Linked DNA regions of Mus musculus: region 2 is linked to region 1. The links are chromatin contacts, called in public HiChIP or PLAC-seq maps. All regions are on one chromosome and are shown on one strand. Each heading gives the region's core, a stretch centred on a gene start, on an enhancer-like site or on the middle of the called end of the contact. The rest is flanking DNA. Distances are from core to core; before and after follow the strand shown. Region 1 holds the start of Pcnx (pecanex homolog). Region 2 overlaps Rgs6 (regulator of G-protein signaling 6).

The links. HiChIP or PLAC-seq counts read pairs in DNA pulled down with a chosen protein or histone mark.
Region 2: an H3K4me3 HiChIP or PLAC-seq map of stem cell-derived neural progenitor cells shows a contact between it and region 1, with 3 times the contacts expected there. The contact joins the enhancer-like site here to the promoter of Pcnx in region 1. A contact is called at or near these places in 2 of 39 promoter capture datasets (embryonic stem cells and hippocampal neurons) and 3 of 115 datasets of contacts at active chromatin or transcription factors (embryonic forebrain, large pre-B cells and stem cell-derived neural progenitor cells).

What each region holds. Positions count from the first base shown.
Region 1 is chr12:81,857,619-81,863,695 of GRCm38.p6, forward strand. It overlaps Pcnx (pecanex homolog), which reads left to right and starts at 2,412. Exons shown (of 36, transcript NM_018814.3): 1 at 2,412-2,906. The coding sequence starts at 2,754.
Region 2 is chr12:83,042,668-83,048,744 of GRCm38.p6, forward strand. Rgs6 (regulator of G-protein signaling 6) reads left to right here. Exons shown (of 17, transcript NM_015812.4): 4 at 4,892-4,942. Among named protein-coding and RNA genes, the nearest start is that of Gm31187, 37 kb to the right of the region's middle. Within about 2 kb of position 2,169, at least 39 of the 459 cell types and tissues checked have an H3K27ac peak or open chromatin away from gene starts, as enhancers often do. A contact at or near this core is called in hippocampal neurons and stem cell-derived neural progenitor cells, where this site is marked.

The DNA of each region.
Region 1 (6,077 bases), core at 1,162-3,661:
GGAAGGTCAGTCTTTTCTAGGCCTTCTTTCAACTGCCAGTTAATCTGCATTCTTCTAAAAAGCTTCTACCAGTTCAGGGTGAAAGAGGCAGTTTCTATCTGCCCTCTTTTAACTTTCTGGCCCTGCTGTCCGGCTGCCCCTTTTCACGTAGAGACTATTGCTGTATAGCTCCCTTCTTTAGGTTCTGGGATTAAGCCCAGGAATGTTGGAAGGGAATTAGGGTTTTACATTAACACCCAGGGGCCTCAACATACTGTATCCACACAGTGTGAGAATTTGTCCCAGTTCTAGGCAGTAAGCTACTTTCCCTGTTAAAGTAGCCATCAAATCTGGCCTTGTTCTCTTGGGTCACCAGAATTTGCCCAGCACCTAAACTTAAGGCCATGAATTTAGACCTGGAAAACCTTAGCAGCAAGGTTGGGGCCTTGCAATAAGCAACATATTTTTCTCATTCTTGCCATAACATTTCCTTGAGCTTCCAGGCTGCCTTGCAGCTGTGTCGGCTCCTCACATGTTGGAGATCCCTGCTGCCGGCTGCCTTCCTGGCTTGCTGCGGGTTTGGTTCTATATCCACTACGTACTCTTTTCTGGTCCAGCTGGGTCTGCCTCCCACCCCACGGATGAGTCCAGTGCTAGACCCCATTTCTCCCAGTCGGCCTCGCTGTGACAGTCCATCCTTTCATATTAAACCACAGTGGATATTTGTTGGCATGGAAACTAATGTGCTATTGGAATTTTATCCTGGTTTACATCTTCCTTTGTTTTGGAAAGCTTGGGATCGCTTCCAGTTTCTCAAGAGAGCTTTCCTGTCTCCTTCAGGAGACACAAAAGAAAACTCAACCATCTTGTGCCTGTGAATCAAGCCATTAGGTCACTATTTTAATTATAATATTGTATTACTTAATCTTGATTTTGTTTTTAGTCATACATTTAAAATATATGTTGATGTGAATTTATTTACACCCTTTAAAGTGCTTTGAACTTAGATCACTTTGTGATTATACAACGGAAAGTGGTGTTCTTCCTACCTGAAAGGTTCTTACAATCTCTGGAAGGCTTCTTAAAACTTTTTGGTTTTTCCCTAGTCTCTCACCCAGTTTCCCTAGAGAGATAATGTGAGAATTTCCTTTTCTAAGTCATTCTGAGGTGATGCCCCCATCACCTTTGAGAACAGCTGACTATATCCTTAAGCCTGAAGGTCCTGCCTGAGTTCTAACTCCTACCTGAGTGGATATGAAAGGCTCAGTCCATGCTGCTAGGATGAACGCTGACTTCTGAGCACTCCACAGCTTATTACTTATGAGAACCTGGGCAATCACTCTGAGTGGCAGAGCCCTCACTGGTAAAAATAAGGATAGCCCTGGCTGTGTTAAAGGAGCGTTGTGAAGGTTAAGTGGAGCAGGTGTGAGCATAACCAGCTATACAGTGGCATGATACCCAGAGGCACTGCGATGGGTTTTAACCACTTCTTAAAATGTCACCAACTGCTCTGTCTCACTTGCTTTCCTCATTAATTATAGCAACTTTAATCTGGGAAAACAGAGTACGTTTATTGCTACAATAAACTCAACCTTCAAACCCTTAAAAAAAAAAAGCCATCCAGTGAGATCAGACATACTTCAGAAACATTAGACTGGGCCAAGAATGATTCCCAGTTTTCACAGCTATAAAAAGAGAAGTACAAGACCCCATTCAAAGTTTGGGTGGAGTCAGGAATCTTTCAACTCTGCTGAGATTGGCCCATTGATAAAAATGGTTACTAGTTGCACCACATGAAAAAGAAAAGTTGTGGTGCAAGCATAACTTGGTCATGTCATACTTTTGTATCTCTTGCAGCTTGTATTAATTTACACCTATTTGGAAGCAGTAAAGCTTCTAGTTCTTGACGTCGTCGCCCTTTTTCTCACTCAAGCTGCTTCGGGTCCAAAAAAGGGTAACACAGTTCTTTTCAACTCTGCTTTAATTCTTCCAGTCCTGCAGTGTCAAACTCAGACAGTTTACCCCCAAATGTTTTTTACTTGTTTTGTCTTGGGCAATTGCCACAAACGGCAGCCCCTGCAAGGTCTACGAATTCTGGAAGTCTGGAAGTCCGCTCGACTTTAAAGAGCTTGCAGTGGTCGGTCATGCCCGGTGCAGTGCCATCCGGGTTGCAAACTCGGACCCGACCGGATCCCACCCCACCCCACCCCACCCGACCCCACCCCACCCCACCCGACCCCACCCCCATCCCCACCCCGGCCAGATGCTGCTTCTGCAGGCTTCTCCCAACAGGAGGCGCCCGTGCGACCCAGGCGCTGCGCGTACCCGTGGGGACCGCTCCGCGGGTGGAGGGAGCAGGAGGAGGAGCCGGAGGGGGCGCGGCTTCCTCCGCGTCCTGCCGGGCGCCCGCTCGCCTGCTCCGCCGGGCCGAGGCTGGCGGCCGGCGGGGGTCGCGGCGGCGGAGGCGGCGGCGGCGGCGGCAGCGCTGGCGGACTGGGCTCGGGCTCGGAGCTCGAAGACAAGATGGCGGCGGCGCTCAGGAGCCCGGCCTCCTCCTCCTCCTCGCCGCTCTCCGCCCTGCCGCTCGCCGCCTCCTCCTCCGCCGTCTCCTCCTCCTCCTCCTCGTGCAGCAGCACCAGCGAGCGCCGCGGCGCCGGGCCGCTCTCCCGGAGCTCGGGAGGGGGCTAGACCGGTCCGCGGGCGCGCAGGCGACGAGGCCGAAGCTGGGGCCGGGGCGGGGACGGCGGCGGCGGCGGCGGCGACGCCGGGTGGGGATGGGGTCGCAGACGCTGCAGATCCTCCGGCAGGGGGTGTGGGCCGCGCTCAGCGGCGGCTGGTACTACGACCCGCACCAGGCCACCTTCGTGAACGCGCTCCACCTCTACCTGTGGCTCTTTCTGCTCGGCCTGCCCTTCACGCTTTACATGGTGAGTGGGGGCGGGGACGGGGACCCGCAGCGGACGCTCGGCTGTGATCCTCGGGGGCCCGGGGGTCGCGCCCCTGTCCTCCCCGCGTCCCGCGGTCCCGGCGGCGGGCGGACGCTCCCCTCCCCCGCTGGCTCCGCTCCGGGCCCCGGGTTTCCCGTGTTTTCAGCACCTCCCTTCCCGCCGGTCCCCGGCCGGGTCCCGCTTTCCTAGCGCCTCTCGTGCGGGTCTGCGTAACTGGCGCCCCGAGGCCTTCCATCGGGGGTCCCCGGTCGTTCCCCGGGCCTCGGACTATCTACCTCCCGCTCCCCGGGGGCATCCCCGCCCGCACCTCGGCCCCCGGCTGTGTGCGGAGCCCGGGGGAGGCCGTGCGCGCTCCGGCAGAAACGGAGTCGCAGGGTGTCCCGGCTCGTACTCGCTTCCCGTGCTGGGGGAAACCCCCAGCGGGCTCGCGCCTCCGCAAACCGCTGATCGGTTGAGTGCGGGTTCCATTCGGTTCAGCCCCGCGGCGAGGGACCGCGGTGTTGTCAGGCTAGCGCTGCCGGCAGGGAGCGGGGAGATACGAGAGCCTGGCTGGCGTTTGTTTGCGTTGGTTCAAGGCCTTTGACTGGCTGGGAAAAGGAGAGTGCCGCCGCCTGTTGCTTGGTGCTCTCGGTCCAGTTTCTCTGAAGTGTTTTTGGTGTTCCCAGACGGTTTCCTTCTATAGCCAAGGCTGGCCTGAGAGTCACTGTGCAGTCCAGGCCTCAGGAGTGTTTTTAGAGGATGTTTTCCTGAAAGATGTTTGCACATTTCTTAAAAATAAAAAATAAAATAAAAGCACAATTTTAGGTGGCACATTTGAGAAAACAAAGCTTTCAAATTTTAAAGTGATTGGAAGGAAGGATATTAACTTTTATTTTCAGGGAATTTCTGCTAACTTCATGGTTCTTCAGAGGGCTAGAACAAAGGTGCTGGGTTACTAAGTCCCCGAATGGAGAGTATGAGAAGTACCGCGAGTTAGGGCAGCCTATTTGCCTCTTTTCTCAGTATCACTAAGGCAGGAACATGCCTTGGGGGATGGCGAGTGTGTGTGTGTGTGTGTGTGTGTGTGTGCTCGCGCTAAATGTCACATTGTCAAGCAGATTCTGATTTCTAATAGGAATGTGTTCGAAGGGACTTACCCCAGCTTAAAGGAGCTGTTTATTACAGGACTTGGTCTTGTCAGATTCTGAAAATTTATCATTAAATGTTATAATTTCTGTTCATTGTGGCCGATCGGGTTCACTCTGCATCAGCATCCCTTCCAGGAGTGCGATGTCCTTAATGAGCAGCTCTGTGGCTGTGGTGGTGAGGCGGCCCTTCAAGCTCACTCGCTTTCAGAGCTGCCCTCCCGGGTGTCCAGACAGGTTGTACATTAAAGGCAAAATGATCGTTGGGAGGTCAGGATTTGTTGCTGTGCTGTGTAAGGTTTGGGTCTAAGCCTCTTTGTGGAATTAACACCACTGAGGACTTCAGAGGAAGCGGAAAGCCATATATTGAATTACCCGGGAGTTTATTCAGTTAAGCTCGATTCTCAGGTATTTGAGTGTCCGCTGTGCACTAGGTACTTTGCCAGGTTCTGGGAAAATAAAAGTGCTTCACTTCAACGAATGGCAGCTCCACTCTTCCTGAAGCTTTAAAAGCTCTCATAGGCTTCTCTTTCTCCTCACTCCCAGTCCACGCACAAAGCTAGTGAGTTCTGTCTTTAAAATCTGACAGGAGTCCATCATCCCCCAGTCAGGCCTGGTTCAAGCAGCTCTGCCCTGCTGGGTACTTGTCTGGGGTGGGGGTGCGGGCTGGCAGGGGGTGTGTGATGGCATTTGTATCAAGGCTTGCTGTTTCTGCTCTTGCTTCCCTACACACAGATCAGGATTCTTTGAGGTCCTGTGACCCTTGTGCGTAGACCAGCTTCCCCTCTGCCCTTGCTCTGCCCCTTTCTATACTCAGTTCGACTGCTTGCAGTCTACCCAGCAGCTGACATGTCGTCACTGTGCCCTGGGCTGGGTGTGCTTGCCCTTCCTACTCTGTCAGGGGCCTCTCCCTTCCAGATGATTGTGTGGCCTGCCTTTGGTTAGGTTATTTCGGGTTTCTGGCGTGTGAGACTTTCCCTGATAAGTAACATAGCAGCCTCTGACCTCTTCTGCCCGCTTTCTGAACAGCGGTTTCTGCTGGCTGAGGCACACACTCACTTGCTGGTTCTGTCACCCTGTTGCACCGAGGAAAGCTAATAATAGACTTGAAGCTCTGACCAGGCAGGGGTTTCTCTCTGTTCATTGCTGTACTCTTAAGGATGTAGAGCAGTGCCAGACTGACACACAGTAATGAGACGTTAGACATATGACTGGCAATGGATCCGATTCACTTTTTTCTGTCAGGGAACTTAGGAGTCTAGGCTGGGATAAGCAGCAGCAAGCTTAGAACTGTAGGGACGATGAATGATCAGAGGTCGTGGTCTGGAACTTAGCACAGAGGAGTGTAGCAGTTTAGGAAACAAGCTAGTGCTATAGTAGTGAGGTCAATAGTGTGACATATATATCCAGATCAAAGCAGAAGCTCACCTTCTGTATTAAAATCTCACCCATGGTTAGTATTCATGTGTTCTTCCAATAGTAGCTGCAGGTGACGGTGACTTTACTGAGTTTGTGTATAGGTTCTTAGCCCAGCTAAGTGTCCCCGTTGTGACTTGTTTTATTACCTTAGGCAGATACATGAACTGGGTTTTATATATGACTTTTTGAAGCCAAAATCACCATTCAGGATCCCCTTAGGCATGGATATACTCACACACACTCCCACTCCCACACACACACACACTCTCTGTCTCCCAGCTTTTATAGGTCATTCAGAGGGGTAAGATATAGATTCTGCTATTATTGTTCTAGATAGGGAAAACCAAGAAGAAAAGCTTCCCTCTTCACTGATTATCTTGTTTTCCTTGTTAACTCCATTTATATCATTCTAATTGTTAATGTACATGACTTAGCATGGGTGAGAACTTTGGGATAGGGTAGCTTTTTCTTTTCTGGTTTTTTGGATGAAAAGTTCACTGGTGTGCCTATTACCTTGATTTTTGAATATTGGCTTTGCTGTTGATTTGCAAGATCACCTTCCTGAACCTTGGTTTGCTCATGTATAACGTATTTCATGAGTATTTTG
Region 2 (6,077 bases), core at 919-3,418, 1.2 Mb after region 1:
CACAGAGAAAGGAGCTTCCGTTGAGGAAATGCCTCCATGACATCCAGCTGTGGAGCATTTTCTCTGTTGGTGATCAAGGAAGGAGGCCCCACTGTGGTTGGGACCATCCCTGGGCTGGTAGTCTTGGGTTCTATAAGAGAGCAAGCTGAGCAAGCCAGGGGAAGAAAGCCAGTAAGAAACATCCCTCCATGGCCTCTGCATCAGCTCCTGCTTCCTGACCTGCTTGAGTTCCAGTCCTGACTTCCTTTAGTGATAAACAGCAAGGTGGAAGTGTAAGCTGAATAAACCATTTCCTCCACAACTTGCTTCTTGGTCATGATGTGTGTGCAGGAATAGAAACCCTGGCTAGGACAGTATTCTTGGTTGATGTGGTATTTTCCAATCAGAATAGTAGTTCAATAAATATTTATTGCATGAATGAGTCATGGTTTACTTCCTTTCTTGTTAGAAGAATTTTATACTGATGCCCTTTCAATAAATATGTTTATATGTAAAAGATACAGTAGAAAGGCATACTACAGCACACATGAAGCACAGCATGTAACTGCTGGTCATAAACATATTCTTACATACAGGGATACAGTACGCAAGCAGTGGAAGGTTCTTGAGTACTCTGGTGTAATGCATATTCCTGTATTGTGAGTTGTTAAATTACTTTTAGTGGTGCTGGAGTGATGGCTCAGTTGCTAAGGTGTTTGTCACACAAGTGTGAGACATGAGTTCAGATCTCTAGAACCCACTTAAAGCTGGGTATGACCATGAGCCTATAATTCCTGTACTGGGAAAACAGACATAGGTAGATTCCTGTAGCTCACTGGACAGACAGACAGACAGACAGCGTAGCTGAGTAGATGAGCTCCAGATTCAATAAGAAACCTTACTTTTCAGGAGGCAGAAGAAGACGAATCTCCAAGTTTGAGGTCAGCCTGGTCTACAGAGTGAGTTCCAGGACAGCCAGGGCTACACAGAGAAATCCTGTCTCAGAGAGAGAGACAGAGACAGAAACAGAGACAGAGAGAGAGAGAGGCCCTGTCTCAAGAATGACGTAAAGAGTAGCTGAAGGAGGTGTGTGCATTCATCTCTGACATACAAATGCATGTGTAAAATACTTGTACACGCACCCACATAGCATGTACATAACACAGAAAGAGAGAGAGAGAGAGATGCAATTGGCCTCAGGAAGACAGCTTCTAGGTCAGTGTCTTGGGCTCTAGGGAACAGAGTAACTCCGCTGTGTGTGTTACACTGTGCCGTGTTATCAGTCTGTAAGTCCCTGCAGGGCGTCTTACAAAGGTAAGCTCTAAAAACCAACAGTGGAAACAGAAGGCAGCAGTTATTTTCCGATGAAACAGAAATGAATCTTCTTCAAATTCTTTTGTGGAGAGAAAGGAAAGGACAGTCGCTGGAGTTGGTGGAGAGAGAGGAAAAATTAAAAGCAAATGCTTGCTCCCGTTGCTGTGTGGACTGTTCCCATCTGGCTATAACATGCCTAGTTGGAGCACTTTCATAATATTATGACATATTTGCCTTTCCTGCTTATTGTGGGGCTGAACCACAGTGGTTCATTTCCAGCCCCAAAGCTGGGGTAGGCCATTTGTGGATCAGTCAGTCCTTAGAAGCAGGAAATAGCACTCCTAAAAAGCAGTGAGGGGGAAGCGGACCCATCCCTAAGCATCCTCCAGCATGCTTGCCGCAGGCCACAGAATGGTACCCACTGTGTGTGAGAGACAGTGACGGAACAGCAGATAAAGTATCCTTACCCAGGATAGCCAAGAATAGCAGCTTAATCCCCACATGGCAACTGCCAGTGTCACTATACCAGGACACAAAACCCAGCTCTGTGGTCCCCAAAGTGTTAGTGGGAGGAGAAAAGTGCTTAATTGCTATCCTTTAGCTCAGTGAAGGTGACCAGGGTTTGGTAGAGCCAGAGAAAAATTGGACCAGAAACTGAGTGCCAAAGAGGGTTAGAAATCCAGACAATGGGCCTGGGGCCTGGGGAGGGTGGGTAGGAGAGCAGGGAAGGAGTTTCAATGTGAATGAATACTAATTAGTGACATGGATATTAATGATGACAGTAATTAACAGGGGAAAGGAAGGGCTGTCATTGTCCCAGAGTGAGCAATCAATCTTGGCAGGTGATAAATAATGGCTGAGCAAGCTCAGCGGAAAGATAATCCACAGGCCCCGGGGAGAGTCGGAGTGATCCTGGAAGCCTCTCGGTTTCCAGGCAACCCACAGAAAAGAACTATTTTTCTTTAAGGAAAAAAAAAAAAAAAAGAACAGGTTAGTGTCTCTCCCCCACCCCCAGTTTGGGATTACAGTTCTTAGCTGATGTCTGTTTTGTTCTGCATTTCCTAGAACAAATAACAGAACTTCTGCGATGTGGGGGGAAAATGAGCATGCGCACACACGTACCCACGGAGGTACAAGTGAACGCCCTCTCAAAGGATGGGAACGGATTGAAGTGTTTTTACATCCAGTTTCGGCTCATAGATGTGGTCCGGAAGCTCGGGTGGGAAGCTTCCTAGTCTTGCCTTAGAGGCTGACATGTGAGGAAATGGAATTGTCAATGAGGGCTGACCCCAGGCAAAGCCCATGAGGACAAGGGTAAAGCCCTGGCAGCGCCAAGGCACTGGCATTGAGCCACACAGAAATCAGACACCAAAGGTCCAGGCTGTCCCGCCATCAGAGATCTCACTTCTAGTCTAATGATCAAATGTCTGAAATTTTTGATTCTCAAAAAAAGAGTGTCTCAGTAAATTCCTCTGTTGGATCTCATTCACCTGTCTGGGAAGCTAGCCAGGCAGCGATTAGCCTGCTAATCTAATCTACCCTCCCCTGCCTGCTTTCCCTCACACACACACACACACACACACACACACACACACACACACACACACACACACACACCAGGGTTTCAGACCTGCTCTCGACTCAGATCTGGAAATATTGTTCCTTTGAACCCATTTTCTATCAAAGTATGATAAAGCCATGTTTAGAGGTCTGTGTAAAATGAAATCTTCGGGTGACATGGTGGGTAGATCAGATATTTGGAATCTTGCAGATATTGGGTTCCTGCATGCCTGTGATGTACCTGGAGGCCTGGATCCTAAAATCCTGACTATAGAGGCAAACGAATGAGAACCAACACAGAGATATCAGTACCCAAAAGCTGGGTCAGGTGGGGCTGTGTGTACTCTGATGGAGCTGCACTGACCACCCTGGCGACCCAGATCCTCTCTCTCTCTGTGTTTGTTACGTATCGCCCAGGGAGCAGTGATAGCTAGTCTCGGTAAGAGATCTCTGTAAGGGACTGTCTCCATCTGTAAACTCCTAAGAAAGGAAGTTTAGACCTGGACCGCCCCCTCCCCACAAAGAAGACTTTGCTGTGCTTCTGAGCCTCGTCAGGAAGAAGGCTTTCCCAGCTCCACAGAATTGAGCTACTGGGGACCTTGGCACATCAATAATACACACTCCCTCAGGGATTCCCCTGCTCTCTACACACTCCTGTGTGAGCTAAGCTGCTCTTGGTTCTAGGTGCATCTTTTTAAAGGAAGATAGTAAAAGGGAGTTTGTTCAGGGACTGTGGCCCATGGCAAGGGGCTCCAGACCAAACCATGGGATGAATGCAGGTCTGCCACACTGGAACACTGATGACTGATCGGAGGACTGACCAAAATCTGACAGGATGGTCTCAGAGTAATGAGGTCTGGGTTCAGGTTCACTGTTCTGTCACCAGAAGACAAAACCAAGAGGAAGAATTTCTGTTCAAGCGTGACTTACCCTAGAGCACACTGCCGGGCAGGGAGTTCGTGAGTCCCTAAGAACTGGGCTTATTCCAAACACAGATAATGCCTCTCACGAGGACCCCAAAGAGTCCTACATTTTCATGGTGAGATCCACGACCCCATCCATACTGTGTGTCTGTTTCACTCAGTCTCCCAGAGAACTAAGGGAAGGGTCTGGGAGGTGTGCATGGCCCACACAGGAGTTTTCACAGGCCAGATCAGGACGTGGTATAGGTCATTCTACCCACGCCTATAATTAGTATAGTAGGTTCACAGCCTTCTTCAGGGGTGGGGGTTGGATATGTAAGGTAGCTGGGGCCCGAAGCAAAATGGAGACGCTGCGAGTGAAGACTCCGAAGTGTCTACTGCAGACCCAGAGGCATGTTGATTCAGAATGGACTCACAGCTGAAATGAATGGGTTTTTCAAGAACCTTGAAGTCTCCTGAGCTGGTTAGCCCTTGTCGGTAGGCATGATGCCAAGGACGAAATGTTCTGGGAGCAGGCATACTCAGGTCTTGCCAGCCTGTCTTGGGGAAACCACTGAAATCCATGTCCTCAGTAAGTTTCTGACGGATGCTCCCTAGAAATGCAGATAAAACTGAGACCTCAGAAGTGAATTTGGATTTTTCGTTTTGGTTTGTTTGGTTGGTTTGATCGGTAGGTTTTTATTTTTTCTTCCTTTCTTTTTCCTGTTTGTTTTTCTTCCTTTCTTGTAAAAAGATTGGAATATAGGGAGTGCAGCTCAACTGGTTGCCTAGAATGCATGAAGCCCTGTGTTTGAGCCCCAGGACTGTAGAAACTAGGCACGGTGGTGCAAGACTGGGATCTCAGCATCCTCGTCTGTATAGAAAATTCAAGGCCAGCCTGGGATGCACCAAAGCCTTGTCCATTAAAGAAGGAAGAAAAGGAGGGATAACAATGATTGCATCATAACCGTGGAAATGTTCCAGTGGATAGGAAAGGCTGGGTACCATGGGAAAGTATCAATACTGTGCATCTCTTGGACTATGTGCTGCTGGGCTTAGGATAGCTTAGGACTCTGGTGAAGACGTTACATCTGCTACCAATGAGATCTTCAACTGTGATTGCTTTGTCCTTGCAGGTACTGACATTGTACAGTGGCTTATGAAGAACCTTTCCATTGAGGACCCAGGTACTTGACCCTTGACCTTTACCTTGGCCTTTACCTTGACCCTTGACCTTGCCTTTACCTGCCCTGGTGTTGGTACACATGCCATAGCCAACTTCTCCAAGGGGCTCCTACAGTCTTGAAAAGAAGGCTTATCATTGTGGGGTCCAGGATGTGGGATCATTGTATTTGCAGATAGAAGTCGTTCATTTTCTCCACTGAATGCCTATCATCACGTTAAAAAAAAAAATCACCCTTTGAGGAAGTGAGCCACTATTTAGAATGCCAAAGAGCTCATCACAATAGCGTGGGAAATGAGATGAATTCTCTCGTTAGCCGTAGCAATTAAAGATAAGTTGTAGCCCTGTCACCGAGCAGCCTTCTAGAAGCAGCTCTTAAAATTAGATTGTCTGATCCACAATTAAGATGTTTAATTATTTGCTAAAACTCCTTCTGTTTTCCGCTCCTGCAAGAAGTGAGGAAGTGATTTTTTTTCAACTCTAATTGTGCATTTCAACCAGGCAAAGCCCACCAGAAAGAAAAGAAAAAAAAAAAGGCAAAACTCTGATCAATGAGACGGTTCCCACAGCTGCCCTTCCATCAGAAAATATTCAGAAAAAATGTCTAATTTACAGTCTAATTAGAAAATGGGGGAGATGCCTCCAGGAAAAAAAAAAGAAACTTCTAAGCAGCTAAAGTTGCTTTTCATCAGTGTGCTGCAAGTCTAGGGTTTGTTTTCTGCATTCGGCACACATTCACTTGTCTGGTTTCACTGGTGTTATGAACACTCAAAGATCACACTTACAGTTATCTACTCTGGGGTTCCCATTAGTGCCAAGTGAACCCAGGGCCTGTTCTTATTGGGCGAGCATTCTACCACTGAGCTACATAGACCCAGCCCTCTCCTCTGATGTTCTTAATGACCCTCCTCGGAGGACAAAGTTAACGCAAGTTAAGTGAACCCCAATCTCCGTGCTTTCTGAGAATTTACAGCAAGTGCTCACACCAAATGTCAGGCCTCTGATTCTGATTCTCTGTTGAAATCAATATGCCACCCCAGCCTTGCGTTTTCACCTGACTTTGTTAATCTACGGTTGAGTGGATAACAATGCAATTTCAAGTAATTCAATTAAATGAAGTTGATGGAAACAAGCGAGTG